Linked DNA regions of Anas platyrhynchos: region 2 is linked to region 1. Evidence: chromatin contacts called from public Hi-C data. All regions are on one chromosome and are shown on one strand. The core of a region is the stretch at or near the end of the contact, and the rest is flanking DNA. Distances in the headings are between cores, read along the strand shown.

What was found. Hi-C and Micro-C count contacts between places; a contact is called where the count stands out from the background.
Region 2: a Hi-C map of liver shows a contact between it and region 1, with 1.8 times the contacts expected there. The contact joins the enhancer-like site here to the promoter of ACAD10 in region 1. A contact is called at or near these places in 2 of 8 Hi-C or Micro-C datasets (liver and skeletal muscle).

The regions. Positions count from the first base shown.
Region 1 is chr16:2,138,710-2,143,148 of IASCAAS_PekinDuck_T2T, forward strand. ACAD10 (acyl-CoA dehydrogenase family member 10) reads right to left here and starts at 1,837. Exons shown (of 15, transcript XM_072024163.1): 1 at 1,705-1,837; 2 at 225-791; 3 at 1-85. The coding sequence starts at 252. BRAP (BRCA1 associated protein) reads left to right here and starts at 1,794. Exons shown (of 12, transcript XM_038187363.2): 1 at 1,794-2,020; 2 at 2,098-2,244; 3 at 2,811-3,012; 4 at 3,752-3,941. The coding sequence starts at 1,939.
Region 2 is chr16:2,181,705-2,186,143 of IASCAAS_PekinDuck_T2T, forward strand. It overlaps ATXN2 (ataxin 2), which reads left to right. Exons shown (of 24, transcript XM_072024483.1): 8 at 2,420-2,617; 9 at 3,136-3,314. Among named protein-coding and RNA genes, the nearest start is that of ATXN2, 21 kb to the left of the region's middle. Within about 2 kb of position 1,842, at least 2 of the 8 cell types and tissues checked have an H3K27ac peak or open chromatin away from gene starts, as enhancers often do.

The DNA.
Region 1 (4,439 bases), core at 587-3,086:
TACTTGAGAGAGGGACTGTTTTCCCCTCCAGAGGTTACAGCTTGTTGGATGGTGCCAGCTGGAATACAATTCTGGGCCTCCCAGTCTATGTAGAGAAAAGAAAGCCAGGAAAGAGCACATATGGCATCATCAGAACTGGGAAACTTGCTTCAAATCCCTCTGCAACCCTGAAACCTGACAGATAAGACTAATGAGAACCGATGTGATGGGCTGAGATAATTTACCTAGACACAGAGATAAGAGGTTTAGCATTTCCCCAGACAAAGCACCCCGTCTTTATTTTTGGCGTGGTACCCTTGGGGTAAAAACACAGCTCTTTGTGTCCTGCAGGGCAGTGCCAACGTTAGGTGCTATCAACCAGTGCCATTACAGGGCCGATTTATCACCAGAAGTGGCCGGGCCCTGGCCTGGAGATGTCAACACGGTTGCCAGCTGCTGACAGTTCTAGCGCTTCTGATGGCGCAATCGGGAACGCTGCACAGCGAGCGGTGACCATCGCAGCCTCTGCAGCTTCTCCAACATCTCACCCGCTGCAGAGCCAACCGCCAGCGCCATTTGAAGCGGATTTTACCTACACGCACAGGAACGAGAAGACTGGATGAGAAATGAGAGCACGCACCCGCGGCCGTCCTGTGTGGGGCCGGGAGGAGCACCCCGCTCGCGTCCCAGACCACGGCTCTGTAAGGGCTCCGGCCACATCGCATCCACCGGGCTGAGGCAGTGGGCGGCGGGGCCACGGCCCAACGTGGGCAGGGGGAGCGGGCAGCGCGCCTCAGGAACATGTCCCGGCCCTGTGGAAACATCAAGGGGGTCACAGCGACGGCCGGGGCAGCGCCTGATACCCAGCGGGGCTCTGAGGGGGAACCGGGGCTGAGCTGCGGGACGCTAAGGGGCAGGTGGGAGGGGAAAGGACTGAGGCGTTTGGGGGCATTTGGAGGTGTTTCAGGGAGTTTCGGGGGTGCTTTGGGACATTTTGAGGCATTTTGGGACGTTTTGTGGTGTTTGGGGGCGTTTTAGGGGCATTTTGAGATGTTTGGGGGTGTTTGGCGGGGCTTTGGGGTGTTTTAGGGGAATTTTGAGACGTTTGGAAGTAGTTTGGTCCATTTTGTGGTAGTTTGGGGCGTTTTAGGGGCATTTTGAGGCATCTGGGGGCATTTTAGGGGCATTTTGAGGTGTTTGGGGACCCTTTGGGCTGTTTTGTGGTGTTTGGGGGCCATTTTAGGGCCATTTTAGGCCATTTTGAGGTAATTCATGGTGTTTGGAAGCTTTTTAGAGGCGTTTAGGACCATTTTGGAGCACCTTGTGGTGTTTGAGGGGCATTTTGGGGCACCTTGTGGCGTTTGGGGGGGCATTGTGGGCCATTTTGAAGCATTTCATAGCGTTTGGGCGCTTTGGGGCCATTTTGAGACACTCAGTGGCGTTTTGGGGGCCATTTTGGGGCACTTTGCGGCATTTGGGAGCTTTGGGGCCATTTTGAGACACTGTGTGGCGTTTTGGGGGCACGTTGGGGCCATTTTGGGGACACTTTGTGGTGTTTTGCAGCCGTTTCAGAGCCATTTTAAAGCACTTTGGGCCACGAGGCCCAGCCCTGCGGCCTGCCCGTGCAGGATCACAGCCCCCCCCCTCCCCCCCTCCCCTCAGGCCGGGCATTGCCAGGCCCCGGCTCCGGCTTCACCCCGCGCGCCAACTCTCGCGAGAACTCACCGCCAAACCTCGCGAGAACCACGCCAGCCCCCCGCGGCGAGCCCCCTCTCTCCCCACACCACCCAGCCCCGCCCCCTCGTGACGTCATCACGCCGACGTGACCCGGCGGGGTCAGAGGGGAGAGGTGCGCGAGGCGGAAGCGGCGCCTCAGAGCTCCCGGTGGCGGCGGCGGAGGAGGAGGAGGAAAAAAAGGAGGCGGCGGCGGGGCCGGGCGGGGCCGTGCCGGGCCCACCCATGAGCGTGTCGCTGGTGGTGATCCGCCTGGAGCTGGGCGAGCACTCGCCGCTGCCCGCCGGCTTCGCCTACAGCGCGGCCGGTGAGTGCGGCCTGCTCCCGGTAGGGCCTACACCGGGAGCTAGGCCTTGATGTTTACCCCCCCCCCTCTCCTCACAGCTCCCGACATGGCGGCGGACAGCAGCGGCGCGGCCCCGGCCTGCCTGCAAGGGAAGGGCCCCGGGGAGCGGGCGGCCATCCTGCACCAGCACCTGGGCCGCAGGGAGCTCACCGATGTCATCATCGAGACCATCCGGCCGCGGGCAGGTACGGGGAGGGGGTGTGGGGGGTGCCCGGTGCTGGCAGGAGCCTGCTGCTGCTACTGGGGTGCTCCCCGGTGGGGTCTGGTATCTAGAAAAGGGGGTCCAGGGGGTTGGTTGGGTTTTGGGGGGGTTTAAGGGAAGGAGTGCCCGGTTACAGTAGTGTCTGGGTTGTGGTGGTGTCTCTGATGCCCCCAGAGCAGCGCAGGAGGAGCTGACACCACGGCGCTCGCCTTGCTTGTGCTTGGCAAACCCGTCCAGGTTGCTCTGTGTTGGTGATGGCAGCTGGCAGGATTTAACCTGGCACCAAGCAGACCCCGCCTGTCAGGGTTTAACCCGGCACAGGTCAGAACTCGCACACCAGGGTCTTGCTACGGGCTCTCACTGGACTTTTGGCAACTCCCCAGAACCAAAAAGCTGAGCTGGGTCTCATTCTGCCACCTTCCAGGGGTACAGTTTGATTCCTCACAGTTCAACTTCTCAGTCTGGTTGCGTTCCTGCAGGCTGTGCTCAGGGAACAGTGAGCGTTTCTCGTGTGTGGTTAGTAATCTGAAAGCTTCTGGTTTGTAAAAGATGAACCAAAAGGTGCCGTGGAAGGAAGGAAATCTTCGGAGGCTGCATCTGCTGAGGACAAAACCAACCCCGATGAGCAGAGCAAAGAGCGTGAGGCTGCTCCGGACTCGCCTTCCAAGCAGCTCCCTGACCAGATCTCCTTCTTCAGCGGGAATCCGTCGGTTGAAATCGTTCACGGCATCATGCACCTGTACAAAACAAAGTAAGGATGCCTGACTCACGGCAGCTCCCTGGGAGCCACGCTCCTGAGCCGTGAGGCCAGCAGGAAGGGCGGGTCAGTCGCCCCGGGCTGTGGCAGGCAGGAAGGGTGACCCAAACCCACGGGCCTGGGGTGGTGCTGGAGCTCGGGGTTGGCTTGGAGCTGGCTGTAAGAAATGGGGTTCCTAAAAAAAGGGAAAAAAGCAGTTTCTCGAGGGATCCTGCAGTTGAATTGTGGTCTGCAGGGTCTTGGCGGCAGGCCTGAGGAGCTCCCTGAAGCAGGAGGCTTCGTCCTGTGTTTCAGGGCTTATAATTCCACTCCCTTTCCTGGCAATAGCACGAGAAATTCCATTTCAGATCTGCCTGAGAGCTGTCAGGAGACACAAAATGAGCATTTGAAATGGGAACAAACATTGCTCATTTGTTCTAGGAGTAGTTCTGAGTATCTGTGGCTTGTCAACTTCAATTGTTTTTCTCAAAAACAGCTGTCAGGTTATTCCTGAAGCAGCCATTATTTATTGGAGCTGCTGTTTTAATCCTTTGCTAAAAAGTGAGAGTTTCGTGTGGGTATTAAGGACTCCCAACAGCCCCTTGCTTCTTTGTAACTGTTCACAAACATGCAAAAGAGCGTTCAGGGTGACAAAAGAACTGTCCTAGTAGCTGCAGCTGTGGGAGGGGTGGTAAAAGCTGTGCCTTTGCCCCCCCTGGAGTGACGTGAGGCCGTGTAACCGTTCCCTTCGCAGCAAAATGACCTCCCTGAAGGAGGACGTCCGGCGCAGCGCCATGCTCTGCATCCTCACGGTCCCCGCCACCATGACCAGCCACGACCTGATGAAGTTTGTGGCTTCTTTCTACGACGTCATCGAGCACATGAAAATCATCCGGGACTCCACTCCCAACCAGTACATGGTGCTGATCAAGTTCAGCTCCCAGGTAAGAGCTGGAGGCCCCTGAGCCTCAGGAGGGCTCTACAGCTGCTGGGTGGCTTCACTGGCCAGCTCTTAGCCAACCTCATGGTTTATCCTCAGTGAAACAGCTCTGTCCTAAAGCCCAGCACCTCCCTGGGGCTACTGGCTGAGGTTCTTCCCACTCCCTGACCCACAGGGAAGTGTCTGCACGGTCTGTCCAGCCTATTTCTTGTTGGCAGGGGATTTAAAAGCTGTTAGGCATTACCTAGACGCCCTGTTCTCTGCCATCAGAGCACATTCAGGGTGGTGCATTGTGCTGTGCTGAGCAGAAAGACCCCAGCCAGTGGGGTTTTGATTCTGTTCTAGGAAAAACTTGGTCTGCTGAGGAACTGTGCAGCGGGAAAAGGATGGTCTGACCCCAAAACTGAGGGCCTTGGGGATGCAGTATTTGTGTGCAAGCTGTGCTACGTGCAGTAGCTGTGAAGATGCATTTTGTGTGTCTCCCTATCCAATTTCAAATACC
Region 2 (4,439 bases), core at 592-3,091, 43 kb after region 1:
GAAAAAGTAATGAATGAATAGTGCTTAAGAAACCTTGCCAGATTTCTGTGAATAGTTAGATGTATTAATCAGTATATATTCCCTTAAATGGGCACAGCTCATTCCCATTGCAACATTTTCTGAATTTAGGCATGCAATTATGCTTATTTCTTACAAAAAAACTTTTACAAATAGGGTTGAAAATACCAAAACTGTGAAACTATAATCTGTCTTTGTGTAGCTGCTATTCCCATAGTTTGTGTTTAACCCAGCAGGACAATTTGACTAAATCCTAATTTGATTGTGACAATTGATCATGTAGATACTGGAATCCTGAGTACTTGATACTTTAAGGAGGCTTGTGAGCTGTGGTAATTTGTTTAGGAGGCATATAAACTGCGGTTTTAGTTACAATATAATAACCTGAATCCAGAAGAAGTGTACAGTCTGCTGCAGTTACTTTGGGAATGGATCCACACTGCCCTTAGTCTGCAGCTGTTGTGTTAACTGCAACTGCAAAACAAACCAGTTGCAGATGTTGAACAACCATCATGAAACGATTTTAATGTTTGCCCATTCTTTTTACCCCCAAAATAATAAACTGGCTTTGAATGTCCAGGAATTGCAGTGATTTTTAGGTGCTGTAGAATTGGAGTACTTGTCTACAAGTTTCCTGTTCAACAATTTGATTTTTACTATTTTGTTAAAGTAGATCTATAATATGATGATAAAGTCTTAATTGGCTTATATCTGAATCCTAGGGAAGCGTGGTTAGAGTGGTGAAGTATGCTAAAGTGCTCTTTATACTTTTGAACTTTAGTCTTCCATCCATTTTATGGTTATTGATGGAAACAGATCAAAACCATGAAGGTGGCTTTAAATCACTAGAGAAAAATTCCGTGCTGATCAGCTGCTGTACGGGCTTCTCTCATTGCCAGGGTTTGAAACAATGCCATCTTGCCTATCCCCTTTGCTTCATCTTTAATTGCATTTTAGAAAATCACATTTAATAAAATGTGAAATTGTTCTTATGTTTAAGTTACCTATAATGCCACCACGTACATCCCCTCCTTTTTTCAGTCTTAAAAACGTCACTTTAAATGAAAGAACATGTGTTGGGTTTCTCCTTTCTTGTCCAGGTTTGTATGCATTATGTTCATGAATCTCTTGTTTGTCAGCCAAAGCTTCATGCTGAAGGGCAAGGATTTTATTTCATACTCTTACAGTTACCATTGATAATGCCAGTAGATGTCCCACCTGGCCAAAAGCGTGTGTTTGGGGGGGAAAACTTGTGGTGCAGTAGCTGAGTGCCGGCTTGAAACTGGCAAACCCACTTGTTTTCCTAGTTCCGCCTCCAACACTTGAGTAATCTTGCATATATTTTCATACTTGGTCTGTACCTCCAATTACTTCCTTTGTTCTTTTTTTGTATTATTCAAAATATGCGCAGTAGTGATTATCTAATACCAAGTATTACGTTGTCAAAGCCTCAGCCGTGTTCCCTATATAGCTTATTCTAAAGTAAGGTCAGATGAAACAACTTTTAGAACTCAAAATTTGAACCAAAGGCAAAGAGCATAATAGTTTTGTAAAACCTGATGCTTGAACAAAAATTAGAACAGGTAAAAAAAAAACACAAACAAGCAAAAAAACACACACAAAAAAAAACACAAGCAAACCCACAGATGGACAGAAGGAACTGCCAGCTATGATGTCCTTCTGTACATAGTTATTTTAGTATTTTGTTGCTCATGTATTGAGTTCTTACTTGATAGTTTTCCCAAGAGAGCTACATATGCGTCTTGCAATATGGTATTACCTAATAGCATAACACATGGGATGAATGGTTTTGAGGTTCTAGGACACGGCAAATGAGTCATGGGTTTCTGGTCCCATGCTCTGATGTATTGCATCTCTTCTGCAGTTATTCATAACAGGAAGAGCCGAGATTCTGCGGCTGTAATTATCAAAGGATTAAGTTTGTAACTCTTAATTTCAATAGGACTGGGGACTCTTATGTCTATTGTGAATGTGTAAATGGCTAAAGAAATTCAAATTTGGTCTCTTGCATTCACTTCCTATCTAAACAATAGACTAGGGCTTTTTATTGCTAATGTACTCGACCGTGTTAAAAGTTGGAGCCTTTGCATAGCTTTAGGGATTGGGGAATCCACAAGTCGTACAGAAAAACTCTCCACCCTGACCATAGCTCTCTGGGCAGGTAAATAACACAGAATTTGCACGTAATGTCAGACCAGTCCAGGAATTTTGTCACGCTTACACTAAAAAACCACAGCAATCTCCTGGCTTAAAAGCAGTTTGTGTTTTATTTATTTATTTATTTAAACATCACTTGGTTAGAATTAACATTGTAATTTTGTAGATTCTTTGTACTTTTGAATGCATTTCTGAGGTTCTTTTCCTTTCCATTGTCTTTTAGGGTGCCATTAGAAAGAGATAATTCAGAAGAGTTTTTAAAACGAGAAGCCAGAGCAACTCAATTAGCAGAGGAAATTGAATCAAGTGCCCAATACAAAGCTCGGGTTGCCTTGGAAAATGATGAAAGAACAGAAGAAGAAAAATATACTGCTGTTCAGAGAAATGCTAATGAACGAGAAGGGCATAGTGTGAACACTAGGTACTGGCATACACTATGAATAGTATTTTTATTTAAATGATGTACATATTTTGGTGAAGTAGCAATTTACTCATTGAAAATGTGCTTTTTCAGCAGGGCTGATTAGGTTAGGAATCTTGTGTAAACAATTGCGTGCTGTTTTTGGCACTCATGCTGACTTGTACACCTCTGCCTGGCCCTGTATTATCTGTAATGAAACAGACTTCTCCATTCTGATATTTCACTGTGGTGAATTCATACCAAATTACAGGAAAAGGCAGTGGTTTCAGCATGTCACGGAGAATTTTGGGCGTTAGTACTAAATCATTCACTGTCTGTGGGCTCATAGGAAGTGGAACGTGTGGTAAGTATCAAAGGGTAAATTCATGAGGTGATCATTAGGTCAACATCAGATTATAAATTAAATTTTCCTTGAGCTTGATTTAAGAAAGACGAAGTATCAATAGAACCCTTGAACAGGTACTTTTCGTTATCTTCTAGTTCTTCCTCAACGCTGATACAAATTTGCTCTGTTTCAGGGAAAATAAATATGTCCCACCTGGACAGAGAAACAGAGATGTCTTGTCTTGGGGAAGTGGAAGACAAAACTCACCAAGGATGGGCCAGTCTGGATCAGGCCCACCAATTTCACGGTCTGGATCCCATACTTCAGATTTCAGTCCTAATTCTGGAGCAGATCAAAGAGTGGTTAACGGAGGCAAGTATCTGAAGTCTAAATGAATGTGCCTTATAAAATGCAGTCATTTATTTAATTATGTTGAAACTGCATATGATGTGGTTTTAGGATGTTTATTTCATAAGCTGGGCTAGCATACATCATTTAACACAGAGGTGGTGAGTTTCATTTGGGTTTAACTCAGTGACAACAAAACATTCATTTGACTGCACTGTGCGTAGCTTTGCAGAGCAGAAATGTCACTTGGTTTCTACCTTTGTCTCGGATGATGGTGCAGTCTGCGGTTTTAAAGATGAAAAATTGCTTTATGTATTTTTTTTTTTTTACTACTGCTGAGCTCTGTCGAGGAATAGCAATACTGACATCTAGTGAAAGGGAGGTGGCAGCTGTACTGGAGGAAGTGTCAATCTTCCTTCCTGGAGCATGGATCAATTCAGCGTCCTATCAAAAAGAATAAAGCAACTTGCTGACTTCACCACAACGTGGGTGGAGAAATCATTGATGGGAAAGTAAGAGAAGTTATTACAGGAAAAGTAATTGAGTCTCCTCTTCAGATAGCTATTTGAGTGTTTTCTGCTGTGCACGTGGGTGATGTAAACAGACATCGCTACGCACTGTATAGCAGAAGGTTCATAACCAAATACCATTCTTTGAGAGAAGGATTTTAGCAGCAGCCCATCCTTGAGGCATTATTTGTATAGGTTAATAATACTATTATACGAGATTGCTGTGATTTAAAATAAATAAATAATGAAAATACTCAAGTGCCTCTATCTGGAGGGGAGGTCTGAGAAATATTTAAAGGTAAGTGAAGCTTTCTTCTTACATACAGCCAGCTGTATAAAGGACGTACAACTGAGTCTTGCCCAAACAATGCTAAACATTGAAATTCGTTTGTAGTATTCGTGGTTTGTGCCATCCTATTACTTTGCCGAATCAACATCATATACTTAGCATACTCAAAATGGCTTGTGAATTAAATTTATTTTGAAAACAATGAACCCTATACCCTAGATTAGAATACTACATTAATACTGCAGATAACAGATAAAAGCATAAATGTCAAGATTCAGACACTGAACACCGCTGTTTTTTGTAAAGATACAGTTCCTAGAATTGATACTGCTCATCATTTGGTTTGAAAGT